2 separate regions of the Danio rerio genome follow, and region 2 is linked to region 1. Evidence: chromatin contacts called from public Hi-C data. All regions are on one chromosome and are shown on one strand. Each heading gives the region's core, a stretch centred on a gene start, on an enhancer-like site or on the middle of the called end of the contact. The rest is flanking DNA. Distances are from core to core; before and after follow the strand shown.

Region 1 (7,154 bases), core at 2,647-5,146:
CCTCCGTCTCTCCATCCTCAAGCACAGTTTTGTGAATGACATAACACTGCCCCTGGCGCTTATGTAATCATCCGTCCAATCCGCTTTTATTTGTCTCCTCTAAGTCTCTTTATGTGGAAGGAGAGATGAGGTCATTAACATAGATCTGCGCTTGTGATATTTCACACATTCACGTCTGTACAAAATCCTGAACAGAGACTGGCAGTATCTGTAGACATTATAATAGATGATGGGAGCAATGACGAAGCAACCGACCGAAAGCGGACCATGCTTTTCTAATGTCAATGGGGAGTATGTCAAATGTATGAACACACACACACACACACACACACACCAAACAGCAGCTGGATAGCCATATTCTGTCTACATTTTGTAAACATTGTGTTGTTTGTCATTAAGTTATCTGTAGCTCAAATGACGGCATTCTGTATTTAGCATTTCGCTTGTACGGTGACTGAACTGTCAAAGTCTTTCAAAGCGTTTTTTCAAATGCGAAAAAAGGAAAATATTGTACACTGAATTTTTTTATGATGGAAAGTTTCGGAGCCAGTGTGTCGATACGATTCACAATGTGAGGTCGAATTTATTTTTTAACTTGTGAAAATTATGGACGAAAATTTCAAATTCAGTATACAATAACCTTTAGTTTTTGTCAGGTTTCCGTTTAACCTATAGGGGTGCAGTTGTTCCTGGTAAAAAAACAAACAAACAAACAAACTAATCAATCCATACTATTCTCCATCTATGATTCAGCACGTTCTTGCCTGATGGTTGACACTTCAAAACTATTGACCTTATTCTACTATGTGGAGGTGCGCTCGTTTTAGAACTTCCGATTCAGTTGCCTATAGGAGCAATGGCTAGGAATAATAAACGGCAAAAAACGGTCAAACTACTTGCTCTACAAACAAGTGTTCATGACTTCTACATAAAAAGAAGGATAATATAACATAACAAAAACAATTTGCAACATCAAGCCGCCAGAAAGTTTCATTCTCTCAACTGCAGTGAAATAGTAGCTTCTGCTGTAGTTGTCTGAAAGACTGTCCAGCAAACACACACACACAGTGAAATTGAGCATAGTTTCTGAGTTTTTAAGTAGTTGGAGCGTTGTAAATACTCATGCTTGCCTCCCTCGCCATTGTAAGCTATGGCGACATAGCGCATATGAGATAAATGACATCATTACATAATAACCGGTTATGATTATAAACGAAGAAACAATTAATTTTGACTCCCCTTATATATATATATATATATATATATATATATATATATATATATATATATATATATATATATATATATATATATATATATATATATATATATATATATATATATATATATAGGGGGAAATACAAAAAAAACTGAAGTACACTGTTCCAATTTACTATGCCCTTTTATGTGAAGCTGCTTTGACACAATCTATATTGTAAAAGCACAATACAGATAACAAATAAAACTCCCAATTCACGCCACAGGATGACTAATCCAATCTTTGCATTGACTTCACGTAAATCATTCGCACTTCATCTGTGTTTGTTCACTGCACAGGCTGCAAAGCAATCCCCCCTCTATGTAAAGTTATGTGAGGGCGCAGGTGAGAGAGAATTTTTCAAGAGACACTCAAATGCGCTCCATATACAGTGTGTATAAGTCACGTACAACAATTAATTGCAAACTGAAAAAAATATATTTAATTATATGGATTGGAATTAGATGTTTTATGAGATTATTTAATTTTTTGCTATTTTGCGTTTAAATTAAGAATTTTGCAGGATCGCAAAAATGTTTGATTTTTGTTGATTTTGCATTGGATTCAGCGATCGCAGAATAGCAAAAATCGTAAAAATCTGATTTACTTCATTTATTCATTTATTCATAAATTTCATACATTTTCATACATTCATACATTTTCCTTTGGAAGAATTTTTTTTCTCCATATTTATCAGGGGTCACCACAGCGGAATGAACCACCAACTATTTCAACATGCTTCATACAGTGGAATGCCCATTCAGCTGCAATCCACTACTGGGAAACACCCATACACACTTACTTGCACTCATTCACTATGGCCAATTTAGTTTTACCGAAATTCACTCACCCCACTTGTCTTTTAACTGTGGGAGAAAACGGAGCACCCAGAGGAAAATCCATGCGGACATGGGGAGAAAATGCAAACTCCACACTTTTAGTTTAGTTTTTTTATTTTATTTTCTATTATTTGTTCTATTATTTATTTTATTTTTTATTTTATGCAGTACACTATTCTGGTTTAATAAATATATATGTTGTGTTTCAAGCTCTGGCTCTTGCCACTGATACTAAATCAATATGTTAAGCTGGGGTTTTAAGTATGTGAGGGACCCACACACTTATAAAATGTAAAAGCCACTTATAGATTCTTATATAAAAATCACATATATTTTGTCAATTAATATTATAAATGAACGTAAATATTATTTTATTTATTTTTAATCAATTTGTATTTCATTTGTTCATTTTAATCATTTTGTATTATTGCCATTTTGATGTCATTGCCATTTTAGATGGATTTTTTTCATATTTAGAAATATATTATTTTAATCCTTTAAAAATTTTGTTTCTTATGTACCAATTTGTTTTTATCTTTTTATTGTATTATTCTAATTTATTTTTTATGAATTTTTTTAGAGTATGACTCATGAATAATTATTTTTACAAATGTAAAATACAAACGATTAATTATGTTATTGATGAATTATTTTATTTTTAATTTTAAATTTTTTACATAAAAATTATTGACATTATTTTCCTGTACACACTTAAAATATAAATTTCTACTTGTATAATCTACTGAACATAAACAGCTTTACAACAGTATATATATTTAAAGTTGTGGTCCACAGTCTATTTTTAAGGCTTGGTTGTGCTTATAAGATGCAAATCAGTGTGTGTGTTCATGCTTCATTTGTAGAAAATCCCGTTTTTTTTCTTTATCTTACTCTGACATGCACTCATTCACTACAGCCAATTTTGTTTTACCGAATTCACCTATAGCGCATGCCGGGGGAAACCGGAGCATCCAGAGGAAAACACACACCAACATGGGGAGAACATGCAAACTCTACACAAAAATGCCAACTGAACCAGCCAGGACTTGAACCAGTGACCTTCTTGATGTGAGACGACATTGCTAACCACTGAGCCACCATGCTGCCCTTTTTTTTTAAAAATTTGGTATTATTTTTTTAATATCCTTGCAGCCTGGAGTTTCTTTTTTCTAACCGTTTCTTGCGAGTACAATTTTACAATTTTAATCGTTTATAGTTTTGTGAAATAATTGGTTACATTTGAAGTATATTACAAAAAAAGACAACACCGATACAATTAATAACAAACGTTTCCCATAAATCCATACCAACATGCTGTCAAAACAAAGAGTGCTAATACCATGGTTCTTTCCTCCTCAAACGCTATCATTAATAAAGATGAACCTTACTCTCGTGTTCTGTAGAAAACACTTTCTTATAACCCATTAATATTTAACAACTTCTCTAGTGCATATCAAAATTTCCCATCGCGCTGGTGGAACCCACGCAAACGAAGGTCAAACTCTTGCCTCTTCCTCTAGAAAGTCCGGTTCTCTTTTGTCGGTGGTTAATGTGTAGCCATAGCATGCTGAACTCTGATACTCCTCAGGATAGCCTTGGCATTGGGACTCGAATCTGGGAGTTTGGCTGGGAATGGCTTGGCTACTGAACAGTTCAGCTCAGCTCAGGCATGATAAATCCAGCTCACTGGACTCTCTTAGGCTTTGTGTTTGGTCGGTCTGGGGTTTGTTTGAGTGTGCAGCGTGGCAGAAGTGAGCTGCGTCACTGCAGGCTGGGATGTGTGAACTGGAGGCAGCAGAGGAGTCACATGGTTTCTCCTCTCCAGTCAGACATCCATGTTCGAGTGGGTGTTGGTGGCCCTGCTCTGAGACGGGCTGCTGGCAGATGGCGTTTTGTGGCAGCACTGATGACACCAGAGTGGGACTGACTGGGAGAAATACACTGCTCTGTTGCCCTCCATAGAATCTTTTTATTGTATATATATATATATATATATATATATATATATATATATATATATATATATATATATATATATATTTATGATTATTTCATTTATTTTATTTATTTATTTTATTTGTGTTATTTAGTTTTACTTTTATTGCACTTATTTATTTATTTTATTTATTTTTATTTATTGTTTTGTTTTATTTTTTGTGCTTTGTTTTTTTATTTTATTTCATAAATTTTTATTTTATTTTTAATTTTTTTTATTTTATTTATTATTTATTTTATTTTTGTTTTGCTTATTTTATCATTTATTTTATTTAAGTTTTTACTTTATTATTGTTTCTTTTTACTGTTTTTTATTTTTGCATTTTATTTATTTTTTCCTTTATTTTATTATTTATTTTTTATTTTATTAAAATTGTACTTTATTTTTATTCTTTTTTTATTTATTATTATTATTTTTTACATTTTATTTATTATTTTATTTATTTTTATTTATTTATTATTTTTTATTATTTTTTATCTTAATTTACTTAATTTATTTATTGTTATTTTTTTTCTATTTATTTTTTTATTTTATGAAATATATGTGTTTCAAGCTCTTGCCACTGATGCTAAAGTATGTTAAGCTGGGGTTTTCAATCATTAAGATATAGACCCCCGAATATGTGAGGACACACATACTTATAAAATGTAAAAGCCACTTATAGAAATTCTTATATAAAAATCTGAAGTATTTTGTTAAAATTAATATTGTAAATGGACCTAAAATATTATTTTAATTTAAAAATAATTTGTAATTTATTTGTTCATTTTAATCATTGTGCAATATTTAATTTTTGCCATTTAATTTTTCATAGTTGTTTTATAATATAGAAATAGATTATTTTAATACTTTTTTAAATTTTGTTTCTTATATGCCAATTTTTGTTATATTGTTGAATCTTGTATTATCCTAATGTATTTTTCAAATTTTAACAATTAAATATTATATTTAATACAAATTATTATTTATGCTAATGATAAATTATTCTATTTAATTTGTTGTTAATTACGTTATTTTACATTAGCAGTTATTATTGAACACTATTTTTCAGTACACACTGAAAATATTAATTTTTACTTGTTTGAACTGTATAAACAGCCTTGCAACAGTATATATATATTCAATAAAGTGAGTGTGCCTTACACTGGTGAGTGGGCTTGACAAACCACCTGTAGAAAACACACTCTTTCATCTCTGACACTTGCACTAGTCACCCTAAATCTAGCACCTAATTCTCTGAGCACAAACAGTTCTTTTGTTCAGCACTTGTGTGTATTGCCTCCTTTGTTGATTCCCTAATGCCTCCATGCTTTGGACAAAAGCATCTGCTAAATTACTAAATGTAATGTGAATGTAAAAAACAACATGCTTCGAGGACGACAGCCTCTGTAAACAAGTGGAAATCTTTAAATATTGATCCCTTACATCCTTATGGCCTCATGACCATCCAAAAGATGTAGACCCATGTCCTATAACATTTTTCAAGAGATTGCCTTTCTATATGTATTACTATCAGTTTCCTCCCACTCTTTGATTTCCCACTCACATGTTCGAGCGGCATTTAGCAGTGGAGTGCCGATGGAAAGCTTGCGAAAGTGTTAATCAGCAGAGATGGATAGAAGCTAACAGCTGAATATGTGTTATGTGCAGACTGAACACAAGATGAGTCACCGGCAGGCCAACAGTGTGCTCTATTCTCAGGGGTGTTACACCACCACACAATGAGCAGTGTGGGCTCTGCCTAAAACTACCCACATCACCCTCAGAAGATGCGCTCGTTTGCAGACACATGTATATCTGCTTCAGATATGAAATATTATGCTTCAAAGCAGACTTGAACATCGGCTAGCCCACTAGCTAGATCTTAGCCTGCGGTTTTGATAATTGTTGTGTAATTTATCTGGGATAGTGTTCAAAGTGCACTGAAAAAAATTATTCATTGAATTTGCTACATTTTCTTAAGGTAAATAGTTGCAAATAGGGATGGGTACCGAAACTCTGTACTTTATCGATATCGGTGCTACATTATAAAAGACCGAAGTATTGACAAGCTCTGACGTTAACAGTTCTGCTCTCGGTACTGGAGAATTATTGCTGATTAAACATTACTTTCAGTAGCATAATTTAACTGACCAACCTTTTCTAATTTGCGATATATTCTATTCGTCTGCCCAGTTGGTTTTCTCACATGAGAAATGCTTGCGTTTCCGGCAAGAGCGTCAAGTATAAAAGCAGTCACAGCAGACTCAGTGGAGGCTCGCTCCTAGCGCACACACATAGCTCGCGACACAGACTCGCGCTCACACAGCTCGTAAGCTTGCAGAGACAACCAAACGGGTTGTATTTCTCGAGTGAACAGCTGAGTTCGTTGCAACAAACTTAACAAGTTGTTTTCTTGTATAAGCAGAAATGCAAGCAATCTGGCTAAGTGGGAGTATCTTTAAAAAGTGCATTAACTGCAATGCAAAGTTTTGACTGCCTAGCTACCAACTGAAACTTTACATCATTCACAGCGTTATGTCAACAGTCAATCACATAAATTAGTATAGTATTAGTATTAATAGTTTAATAAACGGACACCCACACACACACACATTCGGTTGCAATGAAAAAGTATTTTTTTGCAGAAGCCTAAATAAATCATCAACATTAAAAAAATGCTTTTACATCAGCTGTATTTACAAACATAGCCTATGAATAGCCTAATAATAAACTATGCTTATTAAAAAAACTGCTTATTTTTTCAATTGCAAGATGCGACAACTGTATTAAAAACACAGTTAAATCCCAAAAACACTGTTTACTCATTTACGTGAAGGTGTTAATGAAAAATGCTAAACATAATCTGGTTATTTAACTGCATTTTGCAACTCAAAGAGAGTATTTTCAACTGCAGGGAGCACAATAAACCAAGAAAGATCTAGACTTCTGCCAGAAAAGTCAAGCATGTTGATTTTTCTCCAGAAGAACGGTTAAAAACTGAGTCATTTTCCTTTAAATCATTGTACATTGTTTTACAGGAAACAAAATATTTATTTGTTTCGCAATTGTTGGTTTCGTT
Region 2 (7,521 bases), core at 1,254-3,753, 54 kb before region 1:
AGATCTCAGCGTTTGGAGATGAGAACAGCTCTCAGGTAAACAATAAACCTCCTTAGACACGTAAGTTATTGTTGTCGAGCGTCGCGTACACTGTAAATCCACACGTGACGCCAGCTGGGCTCTCACAGAGGGAAAATTAAAACAAAACTTAACTGGAGCAAACTTTAAAAGCAACACTTCACGCTTGTTTTGCTAACACAACGTGGCGTCTCTGTCGTGAAAACACTGTGACACTAATGAATATTAATGAAGTTGCACAATAGAGCGCGCTGATTGGTTTGAACCAAGCCTTACTCATGCATTAATGCATCACACTGTAAGATGTAATAAGACTCACTCTGGCACAGACGTCCAGTCTGCACGCTGGAATACACGCTATTATGTCATGACCGTGACGCAGCTTCAAAAATTTGTTTCAAACCGAAAGTACGAATTTGCTTGAAATAACGCAAAAACAACCAATTTACACTTTTTAGTGAAATATAGGTGTCCTAATAGTGTTTATAGCAGTGTGGGACACATATACGACTGTCAACAGCTCAAAAAATGTGTTTTGGTGTTTCGTGACCCTTTAAGCTCTTACTGTTAAATTCAATTAAATTGAATAATTTCAATAATATTTTATAAGAAGTTTTTAAATTGTTTTATTTTCCAGAGACAGTGCTGTTTAATTTATTTTCTTAAAGAAGGTTCAGTTTAACAAGTTGAAACAAAAGAAATAATTAAAAAATAGTTTACTTGGTAATTAAATTTTTTTTTAAATAAAGTTTGCATTTCAGTTTAATTTTCAATTTTTATTCCAAATATCGTGATACATATCGAATCGTGAACATTATATCGTGATACACATTGTGTGAGCTAAATGTATCGTTAAACCCCTATTCCCTGCTGTTAACTAGAGAAAATGCTTCCCTGCGACGAGTTTTATGACAATCCGTGTTTTAGTTACATTGCGGTAGGGGAAGCCCTAACCCATTTCCTATGTGTATGGCACATGATGTCAGATGCTCCAGGAGTGAAATCTGAGAGATTTGTAGATAAAAAGAGTTATGCCACCTTCCTTTAGCTTAATCCCTAGCATTTTAGATCTTGTCTTGACAAGAGACCACAATTAAAAAAAAAGCTTTTTTTTTTTATTGTTATTATTTGTGTCAGTCAATGTCAGATTGCACACCTTAGCAAAAGATCAAAAGAAAGTCGGCCCACTGCCACTTTAGCTCTCAAAACTCTTTAATATCGCTCCCAATGTTTAGACCTACATACATAGTCCTCATTAGGTAAAACAATACAAATTGGAGTACTCAAGAAATAGTGAAACAGCTCTACACATAACTCCTGCAATTAATCACCACAATCAGCCAACAAGCCATTTAACAGCCACTATACTTACAAGCAATATACATATGACAATATGAGATACATACATACCATTACAAAAGAGATTTAAAATACAGATCCAAATTTTACATCCTTGGAGGGAGTATATAGCGCATCACACCTGCAAAAAATAATCGCATCAATCAACCACAAAGTCAGTGAGCCAAGGGGAAAAAATAAATACACATATATTAAGTATGCCATGGTGACGGATATAAATACACTTACAAAAAGAAATTTAAATCAAAATCCAAATTTAAACCTCTCGGAGATGAGTTTGGCTGATTGTGGTGATTGATTGAAGGAGTCGTGGGTAGAGCTGTTTCACTATTTCTTGAGGACTCCCAATTTGTATTGTTTTACCTGATGAAGACCATGTAGGTTTAAACTTGTGAACGATATTAAAGACTTTTGAGAGCTTAAGTGGCAAAGTGCCGATTTTCTTTTGATCTTTTGCTACTGTTTATTTTTGATCGAGCACCTGCCTTCGAGATTTTTTTAGATGTGCGCGCATTTCTGTTTTTTTCAGATTACACACCTAACATAGTAGGCTACCTAATATGGGAAATAAGATTTATATATATATATATATATTTTTTTTTTTTTATAGATATTTTTAATTGCAAAATTGTCTGCAAATTTCTCGGAATTACCACCACAAAATTTGTCAATTTTATCGCACAAAAAATCACCCAAAAAAATCGTGAACAACTTGGGGTTCTAAAAAAAAAAAAACCTTTAAACTGAAAAAAAGTCATTAATAATTAGAAATAACCAACTATAAGCTAAAATCAGATTTTGCTTTCGAATTGTGGTTCAACAGAAGCATTAAAAAGGCAAACTAATGGAAATGGCTAGGACACAATTGAAGGGTACCAACAATTTGTCTACATCAAAACATCTCAATGTCATTCTTTTTCAATATCGTGCGGCCATATGAAGAACAATGGAGTTTATATGAGAAAATATAGGTCACTCAGTTTGAATATGGGGCTAAACATCAAAATAAATATCTTTTATTCTTCTAATGGGACTTTTTAAATCTTGAGACTGTGGCTTCTGTAGGTCCTGTGGTTTTGTGTTTATGTGTTTGCTTTTGTGCTGCCCTTGGTTGTGCTTGATTGCGTATGCGAGCAGCAATTTTGTGTCACGCTCCCGTTTGGGGATTTTTCTTGTTTCTCTCAAGCCTTTGTTGATTTTTAAGTTTGTAAGTGACCCATATCTGTCATCCGTGAACAGGCCTGCATGTGCACGTTTAGAAAAACAACAACATCATGTGGTCTGCCTGCATACACACATTATGATAAAAAGCAGTGGCTTTGCTGGATAGTCCCTACTGGATTGCAAATGATAAAGCTAGTAGAGATGCACCAGCAATTTTCGACCATGCACAAAACACTGAAAAAATAATTCGTTTTTTTTTATATTTTGCTATGTTTTGGTAATTAAAATGTGGTTACTTTGTAGAACAGTAGTCAATAGTTTCATTCTATTTGTGACGAATCTTTATTTAATTCTCACATAGCCCTCACTGTGGCTGACATGCAACTCTTAAAAAATGTTACTACACGTTTGGGGTGTCAAAATTAATTGTTTCTTCGGTGCACCTTGATGCAGATAGGGTCAATACGATATGGGTTCAGTAATAGATCATAAACGGTTATTAGGTACTGACGTCATTTATCTCCTATGCGCAATGTCGCAGTTGAATACTATGGCGAAGGAGGCGAGGGCAACTAAATAAAACGCTCCTACGACTTAAAAGGTAGATAATCATGCTCAATTCAACTGCTTGTGAATTTGCTGGACAGTCTTTCATTGACACTGAAGAAGGCACAGCACTCGAGCTGTGTTTTCACTACTAGGAAGAAATGCTGTAAAACTCTCTCTCTTTCTCTTTCTCTTTCTTTCTTTCTTTCTTTCTTTCACACTTTGGACATTTGACCAGCTGGCCTGTTTGTGAGTTAACTTTTCCTATCCTCTCAGTTGTTACAGCGATACTTGTGGATCCAGACACGAGTGTACCTGAGGTGCGAAACCGCAACTGTTCTTCCCGCGTCACTCATCGGTGAATAGCGCTTTCATTTTTAAAGCCAATAGCAGCCCTTTCTGTTGAGCGGGTGAAGACAATGCCGAGTCATAAGACAGCACTCAAAAAGCAAGCAGAATGGTATTTACATTAGTTTATTTGCTATAAATGCTCATGCTGTCTTCTGTGCACGTATTGGAGTTTTGTTTGATATATTCAAATAGAGTGTTTTCTTTGAGCTGGTCAAATTAAAGGTACAATTCATATATCTTACTGGTTGTATTGAAGTACAATAATGTGTTACAAATAATATATAAATATAAATATATTTATAGAGTTTAATAAAAAAAAAATCTTGTGTTGTGAAGAAAAATTCGAATCATGTTTGGAAAGCATACTCAATGCACCGTGATAACGAATTAAACCGAATCAATGGCATGATAATCGTAACCAAACCGTGAGACCAGTGTAGATTCACACTCCTACTAGGGTTGGGCAATGTCAACCAGTTTGGCATCGTACAATGTCTAATATGAAACATTGCGATTGACGATGGCATCGTCATCATAGGCGGCAGTGAATTAATAATTTGCAGCATACCGTTTTACCTGACCCACATGGTCTTTATTTTAACCATAACAAAATCATAAATAAATAAAGATAAGTTCCACACAAATAACCACCTGTCAATCACTTTCTCAGCGGGACTTGTGAATAGGCATGAATAGGCAGAGGGATCGGTGTCGTTATAATGGCGTCGACAAACTTGGTTGGTAAAAAAGCTGCACAACCAACAGGAACCTGCCAACAGTATTTGAGGTTTTCTTTTCACTAAAATTACTAAGTACAAGCGTGAAAGCGAAAGATTGAACCAGTCTGCTAACCCGTTGACTGCCTGGACCCACTGTCTCGAGCGCATGACAATGTGCGTGTGTTTGTGCATGTGTGTGTGTGGTCACGTGATGTGCGTTTCCAGCGCCACTGTGGAAGGCTATGAAATGCTAGATGAAACGCCAGAGTGAATGTGGATCGTTTTCATTTTAAAATGCCATTTAATTTGCAATGGGGACGGGGCAGAGGATTGCGATGCCGGCTCAGCATCGTGGTGTCTGTCGGCCATCGGCGATGGACGATGGCATCGTCTATCGGCCCAACCCTAACCCCTACTACACATCGCAATGATGCTTAGTTTGGTCGTGATTGGTTGACAGCTCTGTGATTGGTCGACTTGGTAACTGTGACTAGCGTTAGTGGGGCAGAAAACCGCGAGCTCGATGGAGCGAGTGTTTACAAGTGTAGAGTCTGGTGAAATAGCTCCAGATGGAAACTGTTGTTTTGTGTTTACTTTATGATTAAAGTTGTTGCACGTCCACAGGTTCCCACATCCTAATGAATGAGTTTTAGCTACTTGTACATTAAGGTAGCGTTTAGAATAAACAAAACACCAGCGAATAAACTCAATAAAGAGGAACATAACCTACTGCCAGCTGGCGTTTCTGAAGTGTTATTGCATAGCAACATAAAATGCATGCAAAAGTACAAATGCATGACTACGCTCAAGGCAGGCGCCATGGGTTACGCTGATAACTCTACGCTGAAGTATAAACCAGTCTTTAGAGCTGCATAAAATATCCCTTCAGCATCGATATCGCAATGTGATCATTCGCAATAGTCACATCGTTAGTATAGGCAATGTTGAGCCTGAAGTGGTTTTTGGGACCTGTGACTGTATGAGGATTTTATAAGCATTCAGGCATGAGAAAATGTAAGTTGAAAAATTAATAATGATTAATTTTATTAGTAGTAATAGTAATAAGTTATAGATCATAACTGGTTATTACGAACTATCATCATTTATCTCCTATGCGCAATGTCTGGCGAAGGAGGCGAGGGAGAGTAAAATAAAATGCTCCTACTCCTAAAAAGGTGCACAATTCAACTGCTTGTGAGTTTGCTGGAAAGTCTTTCATTGACACTGAAGAAGACACAGCACTCGAGCCGCTATTTTACTACTGGGGAGAAATGCTGTAAAAATCCATTTAAAAGCATTCAGGCATAAGAAATTGTAAGTTTGAACAATTAATAATGATTCATTTTATTGAAATGTTTTAAAACCAAGACACAGTATTATTTACGTTTTTTTTTTTTTTGTTCAATTACTGTACACCCAAATACAGTTTAACTCCTTGGAAAACAATAAAACGCTGTTTATTTCATTTGAATATTTTTCTTTATTGAAATTCACTTTTGATTTTAGATTGTTAATATTTTATGCGCTCCTAGAATCATCCCAATCAATCTAAATTGATAGTTTCTTTCCAAATCATGATTCAACTAAGCATGGGACGATAATCGTTTTCAAGGTATACCGATGTCTGGAAAAGTCGAGGTTTGTGTAAGATTTTACTTACTTTTTACTTTTTATTTGAGATTGTATTTTGTTATTTATTTATTTTGACATGGACATCACAATTACACTGGACAACCAAATGCATTTGCTTCAAGTTAAGGTTAGGGAAGAGTTGCTTATGCTCAACACCTGTACACAGAAGGCTTGACATAAAACAACATTTTGATTCCTTACATAAAATTACTATAAGGCAAAAGCAAAGGCGGCATGATCAAACAAACAGTAATAGTATATAGTATAAATAGCATATCAAATGGTAAAAGTAAACTATTTGTGTTAACACTGCTGTTTTGCTTTTAACCACTTTTTAAGAACACTACTAAAAACATTTAATTTTAGACTAACAGGTCAATCATTCCACAATTAGGTTCTCTTAACCGAGAACACAGATTTACCAAAAGAGGTCATACACTTTGGAACAAGACAGTCACCATAAACGGTTGCTTGAGTGTGAGTTTTGATGCCTACTGATTAGATCAGAAAACAGCATTGTTATCATTATTTATATTGCAATATACAGTTGAAGTCAGAATTATTCGCCCCCTGTTTATTTTTGTTTTTCCAATCTCTGTTTAACGGAGAGAGGATTTTCTTCAACACATTTCTAAACATAAAAGTTTTAATAACTTATTTCCAATAACTGGTTTATTTTATCTTCTCCATGATGACAGTGAATAATATTTGACTAGATATTTATCAAGACACTTCTATACAGCTTAAAGTGACATTTAAAGACTTAACTAGGTTAATTAGGTTAACTTGGCAGGTTAGGGTAATTAGGCAAGTTATTGTATCATGTTGGTTTGCTCTGTAGACTATCAAAAAAAAGATATACCTTAAAGGGGCTAATAATATTAACCTTAAAATTTCTTTAAAAAAATAAAAACTGCTTTTATTCTAGCGGAAATAAAACAAATAAGACTTTCTCTAGAAGAAAAAATATTATCAGACATACTGTGAACATTTCCTTGCTTTGTTAAACATCATTTAGGAAATATTTAAAAAAGAAAAAAAAATCAAAGGAGGGCTAATTTGATTCTGATTCTCAGAATTTAAAAAAAATATTGCAATATTAGATTTTTTTCTGTATCGTGCAGCCCTAGTTTATGTTTGTCATTGCACCATATGTGATTTGGGAGACAACTTCGGATAAAAATTCACAAATAACAGGCCAGCTCTGCCATTTCATTCATTAACTTTTCATTCATACTCCTTCAACAAACTTAGTGGTATTGTATGAGAGTACGCAGTAAGAACTGGTGGGAGAATTCTCAGCATAGTCATTGTTTCCCACTGAATCCAAATAAGTGCTCTCTTGCTTGAAGCCATTCTAATTTGTTTGTCATCAAACACCTGATTTTACCTGTCAGTGGGTGCACATGGCTCGTGAATAGCATCAAAGAGAAATAGTGGATTTCTTTTTTTATTTCAAGTCTTTTTTTTTTCTTTTTTTTTGCTCTAACCCATTGAAAAGAAACAGTGTATAACCGTGTCATAATAGGTAAAATTATTTTTAAAAATTAAATTGTTTTGTTTTTTGCTTATAGTTAGTCGGGCTAAGTATTTTTCAAACCTGTGGGAAGCACTGCATTTATTTTGCATCCTTGGATGGTAACCTAGCTTGCTGATTCTGAATGAAGCCAAGCTGTTACTGCTAGACTGTGACTTAAGGACATTTTTGCATAAAGAACCATATCATTAAACG

Evidence for each region. A called contact is a pair of places that touch in the nucleus more often than the background predicts.
Region 2: a Hi-C map of an unstated tissue shows a contact between it and region 1, with 2.3 times the contacts expected there. The contact joins two enhancer-like sites. A contact is called at or near these places in 2 of 18 Hi-C or Micro-C datasets (hematopoietic stem cells and an unstated tissue) and 1 of 4 datasets of contacts at active chromatin or transcription factors (caudal fin).

Annotation. Positions count from the first base shown.
Region 1 is chr7:69,102,408-69,109,561 of GRCz12tu, reverse strand. The region is part of intron 4 of csnk1g1 (casein kinase 1, gamma 1); the gene reads left to right. Among named protein-coding and RNA genes, the nearest start is that of rps17, 52 kb to the right of the region's middle. Within about 2 kb of position 3,896, at least 28 of the 62 cell types and tissues checked have an H3K27ac peak or open chromatin away from gene starts, as enhancers often do.
Region 2 is chr7:69,154,338-69,161,858 of GRCz12tu, reverse strand. All of the region lies in intron 1 of csnk1g1 (casein kinase 1, gamma 1), which reads left to right. Among named protein-coding and RNA genes, the nearest start is that of csnk1g1, 14 kb to the left of the region's middle. Within about 2 kb of position 2,503, at least 4 of the 62 cell types and tissues checked have an H3K27ac peak or open chromatin away from gene starts, as enhancers often do.